Regions from separate parts of the Mus musculus genome. Here region 2 is linked to region 1. Evidence: chromatin contacts called from public Hi-C data. All regions are on one chromosome and are shown on one strand. The core of a region is the stretch at or near the end of the contact, and the rest is flanking DNA. Distances in the headings are between cores, read along the strand shown.

Region 1 (2,569 bases), core at 33-2,532:
ACTGATGAACCCAGGCTACAAAGGGAGATAGAAGAGTCTGCCTGTGGCATGTATAACTTGGAACTGCCCAGGTTTATAGGTAGACCAGCCCAGCCATTCCTGGCCTTTCTTTCATCCCCATCACAAGCATTGCTGGTAGTGCAGTCAGCTTTCCTTCTGTCTATAATCACCTGGTTTTCTGTGGAGTAGGATCAGGACCCCATGTTCCCACCCCATGGGATTATGTTTACTTCCCTGTTCCTGTAGTATTTTTCCTTTATTTTGTTATCTTTTTTTTGTAGTCCAGTCACTTTTCCCCTCCCACTCTGTCTTCTGACAGTTCTTCATCCCACTTGTCCTCCCCTGTCTTCAAGAGGATGTCCTCACCACCAATAAAACCCCCATACCCTTCCAGATGTCCCCATTCCATGGGGCGTCAAGTCTCTCAAGGGTTTGTTTAGTCTTCTCTCATTGAGGCCACATCAGACAGTCTTTTTATTTTAAATGGAGGCACAAGAGAAGCAATAGCAGAGTTCACCCTCTGGCTGCCATAGTCCATGAACAACTCTATGCCCTTCTGTCTGTCATCAAAAACTACACGTGTGTGCACCATGTACACCCCCAATATACCACACACATACGCAAACAACAACACAAAGAAGTATTAAATTTATACACAATTTAACAGTTTTTTTTTAAGAAAATGATATCTTGATTGTCATGGTACTTTTGAATACTCCAGACATACTGAATATATTGTGTGACCATTGTTCAAAACAACATTTCTTTTTTAATGCAAACAGCACATTGCAGGGCACTGTAATAGAAATAAAGTTCTAATTAGGGGTGAAGGCCCACACGTGTAATAATGACCCATGAGTAAAGTGACACAGGCAGAATGAAAAGATTACACAGTAAGCTGTTCTTGCCAGCTGAAAATCAGAATCTCAATGGTCCAGATCAAAATGGAATCTTTCTCATTAATGTCCAGGATCTAGATTCAAGCAGCTAGATACATTCTCAGCCTCTAGGTGCCACTGGCTGCCTTTTTGGGGGGATTCATTAGAGCCACAGCCCAGACTAAATTATATTTTATCCATTTCCTTCCAATTTCTCTGCTTCTGCTGCAGCATACAGGGAGAGGGGAGAGAGTTAAAACAAGAGTGTTGCTTTAAATCTCCCTAGATACAGTAGGTTTTTTTATTTCCATCTCTTGGTTTGAGATCTCTCTCTTGATTGGTCCTAGCTCTATTCTTCTTACGGAAGCACATCCAATCATAGGCAAACAGAGCAAATAGAAGTCTGTAAACACAGGGATTTTGCAAGTCAGGCTCCTGGCTGGAGTCCAGCTTTCAGCTGGGTCCAGGCTCTAGCCAGGGCCTGACTGCATGATGCTCAGTAGAGCAGGGAGACTGCTCCTGGGAGCTACAGGAGGCAGAGCAAATAGAAATGTAGTGTAAGTACTGTGGGCTGGCATATTTGGATTCCACACAGTTATTCTTAGAGTCATTCAGTGCTCATTTCATCTTTCAGAAATTTAACCACTTATATATCATTTTTACACAGCTGTCACTAATAAATTTATCTGAAATAAGGGTGATTCATCTTAACCTTCAATATCTGGATGACTGGAGACTTGATGCCTTTTACACTCCCTTCATGACCTACTATGTAAATAATTGCTATTTAATTGCATCTCTCCATGGCACCTTGAAACTAAAATAGCTTAGAGCTAAAACATTTGCCAAGAAAGGCCTCATTTGTGATTTGTTCATTTTATTGTAGATTTATTTCCTTTTAATATATTATTGTTTGAGTTTTTCCATCCCACTCCTTTAGGATACTCTGTGCTAATCCATCCTTCCAAATCTATTCTCTTTCTTTCTCTATTTCATTAGTATGCAAACAGAAATATGATACTACCATGATGACTACTAAGTCTACTATGACTACAACATAGTGTTAAATTAAAAAACAAACAAGCAAACATACAGAAGAAAAGTAGCCAAAGTAAAAGTAGTGGACACTTAGGAGACACTCATGTCCACACTCATGGAAATTCCATAAAAACACCATACCAGAATATATAAAATATAAGCAAGTAGACTGCCAGGTTTAAAAAAAATCCCTGAAAAAGCATTATGTGGAAAAAATTCCTCCAAAAATGTATATGTTTGCTTTCTGTGGGAACCATCTCCAGTTAAGCCCCACTATTTAGAAGAACTCTTATATGCAGTGAGACTCCACTGGAGAAATAGAATTTTTTTATTGCTCTGTTATCCATTTGGGCAGCTTCAGTTTTTCAGATGCTATCTTTTCCTGACATTCTCTTACCTGATACTCAATAACATTCTTAGAGATTAAGGAACTCTAACAGTGACATCTTCCTTTATTTCTATCTTACTATCATTAAAAATTCTCACAGAGTATATATGTCAAACCAGGTGTGTATTGCTGCAGGTTTGTGGCTAATATACTTGTTTCTTCTTCTTCTGTACCTTCTATTATTTTAAATCCAATGAAAGAAAGAACAAGCCCATAGACCCCTAGAAAGAACATTTCTTTCAAAGTATCCTTTTTCTTTTATATT
Region 2 (2,569 bases), core at 53-2,552, 300 kb before region 1:
ATACTGGAGTCTGAATGATTGGACCTCTGGCACCTGGAGGATGGATCATCACGACACCAGGACCTGGAGGCTTGGCCATCGGAGTAATCGAAGGTGCAGGCTGGGTCATCAAGGCAGCCTGTGGAGGTGGCTGGACCATCGGAGCTCCCGGAGCAGGCGGCTGGACCATCAGGACTCCCGGTGTCAGCTGCTGGGCCATCAGGACTCCTGGAGTTGGCTGCTGGGCTATCGGTGTCCCCGTAATGGGAACATGCGGCATTGGAGTTCCATGTGGTCCCCCATGGACCATCGGGGCTCCATGAGTGAGAGGATGCACCATCGGGTTCCCCGGTGGAGGATGGGTCATAGGGTTCCCAGGAGGAGGATGGTGACCCATCGGAGTCCCAGGAGGAGGTGGGTGGGTCATTGGGGTCCCAGGAGGAGGAGGAGGAGGAGGGGGAGGAGGAGGAGGAGGAGGGTGCGCCATCGAGGTCCCGGGAGGGTGTGTCATCGGGGTTCCTGGGGGAGGAGGATGAGCCAAAGGGGCCCCCGTGACAGAAGGATGTAGCATCAGGACTCCCGGAGTTGAAGACTGGGCCATGGGGGCTCCCGGAGGGGGCTGATGGACCATCAAGACTCCAGGAGTTGGAGGCTTGGCCATCCCCCCTCCGAGCGGTGGAGCCTGGACCATTGGGGCCCCTAGACCAGGAGGCTGGGCCAGCTGAGCCACTGGGGCAGGCAGCTGGCCCTCCGGAGCCTCCCAGGCAGGTTGAGGAGCCTGCCAAGCAGCCATGGGAGCCTGCAAGTCCACTGGAGGTGGATCCCAGGGGACAGGAGGAGCCCGGGAGGAAGCAGGCGGAGCCCGCATCAGAACCGTAGGGCGGCTATGGACTGCAGGCACTGGGGACTCCGGAGGGCTGGAATCCCCCAGATTCGTACTTAGCTGCGACATGTCCCTTGCTTGACTGGTGGTGGCCCGTCTCCGGTTGCTGCGCTTTTTCTTCCAGTGCTGAGCATGCCGACGTGGCTGTCCAGGATCCCCCTCCAGCTTGAAGGCTGAATAGGAAGCCGGTGCAGACTGGCGTGTTCCGCGGTTCTCTCCGCAGCTCTCAGCGAGCGCAGCTGGGCTCTCTCAGCAGCTCTCAGCAAGCACTACCTGGCTGGCACCGCAACTCTCAGCGAGCGCTGCCTGGCTAGCACCGCAGCTTTCAGCCAAGTGCTACTGCCTGGCTTGCTCCGCCACGCAGCTCACAGCTCTCAGCTCACAGCTCGCAGCGCAGCTCACACAGAGTGTCGGCTGGCTCTGCAGCTCTCCGCAGTAAGAAGGAGGGGGGAGGGGGCTCAATCCCGCCCCTTCCCCGCCCCCGACCACCACAAGTGGATTGTTCAGAGGGGCGTCTACCAAAGTCCCGACTGACTCAATATCCCTTCTCCTGCGGTATAGATCCTCAACTAAGCTAGTTCATACTCTTTAAGCAAGAGTTTATATAGGCAAGTGATAGGGACAGATTTACGGTTCAAAAAAAATCACTGTGCTGCATTATGAAGTGGGAATAAACCACTAGCAACATGGAACATGTCCAAAGGTGGGGGTAGTGGTGTGGTCTGAGCTCAGAAACGAAGTACATTGACGTAAGAGGGACTGGGGAGCTATTCGAGACAGCTATTACAATTTAACGAAGGTGTAGAAAAAAATGACTGTATTCAGGTATCTGTCTCGGGTGTGTGAATTTCCTGGAGTAGTTTATTCTGTCAAGTAACTGAAGGGCAGGAAGCACATGCAGGGTAAGGGGAGTTGATGAATATTTGCTAGGACATGAGTCAGTCAACCCAGGGATAACATAGGTGGTCTATTATAACTGTATTCATTACGAGGATCCGAGAATCAAGTTTGCCCATTCTTTATCAAAACATAGTAGTAGTAGTGGATACAATTGTTTAAAAGTGTGTTCAGAGGGGGGAAAATCTAAACTCATCTAGAAGAATACTGACTACATCGTAGAATCGGGTAGAGAAAAGACGAGCCAATTAGAGAGGAAAGAAAAGGAACCTTGGAAGTAAATTAACAGAAATTCACGGAGGCAGAAGTTTAAACGCGGGAAAATCAACTTCTAAAGTGGGTGAGATGAGACAATAGAGTGTGAAAGACATCCTGAAAATAACAATAATTAAAAAATGAAGCAATGTGCTGGAAATTAGTTCTAGAAAAATGGAGAGTATAAGAAAAGTTTTCTGGAAAATCAGCTAAAAAATGGACATATACCATGTTAACAAATAAAGAGGTACCCATCAAAATTACTGCATATTGGTATTCTTTCTCCCCAAAATTAAGTGGCAATCTCAGTTTAGGTCAAGTTTAGTGGTTTATAGACGGTAACTAGCATTATGATTCCTTTACAAGGAGTGGTTTGCAGCCTAGGGCAGTCGTCCAAGGTGAGGAAAGAAACCACTAGGGGGCAGAAGAGAATGTTGAAGGCTGTACCCAACTCTTAACATACCTTCAGCACATGCTCCTAAATAGTTTTGTTGTTGTTGTTCGTTTTTAACTGGTGGGCCATAAAGAAGAAATATGCCCCAGGATGACTGACCG

What was found. Hi-C and Micro-C count contacts between places; a contact is called where the count stands out from the background.
Region 2: a Hi-C map of neural progenitor cells shows a contact between it and region 1, with 4 times the contacts expected there. The contact joins the promoter of Magel2 here to the enhancer-like site in region 1. A contact is called at or near these places in 6 of 39 promoter capture datasets (cranial neural crest, embryonic stem cells, hippocampal neurons and 2 more), 1 of 15 datasets of contacts at CTCF or cohesin (pro-B cells), 5 of 484 Hi-C or Micro-C datasets (the AtT-20 cell line, embryonic stem cells, liver and 2 more), 1 of 115 datasets of contacts at active chromatin or transcription factors (embryonic forebrain) and 1 of 9 other capture datasets (embryonic stem cells).

Annotation. Positions count from the first base shown.
Region 1 is chr7:62,077,529-62,080,097 of GRCm38.p6, reverse strand. No RefSeq gene overlaps it. Among named protein-coding and RNA genes, the nearest start is that of Mir344i, 6.5 kb to the left of the region's middle. Within about 2 kb of position 1,282, at least 39 of the 459 cell types and tissues checked have an H3K27ac peak or open chromatin away from gene starts, as enhancers often do. A contact at or near this core is called in the AtT-20 cell line, neural progenitor cells and stem cell-derived neural progenitor cells, where this site is marked.
Region 2 is chr7:62,375,712-62,378,280 of GRCm38.p6, reverse strand. Magel2 (melanoma antigen, family L, 2) reads right to left here and starts at 1,302. Exons shown (of 1, transcript NM_013779.2): 1 at 1-1,302. The coding sequence starts at 931. All of the region lies in intron 1 of Gm32061 (predicted gene, 32061), which reads left to right.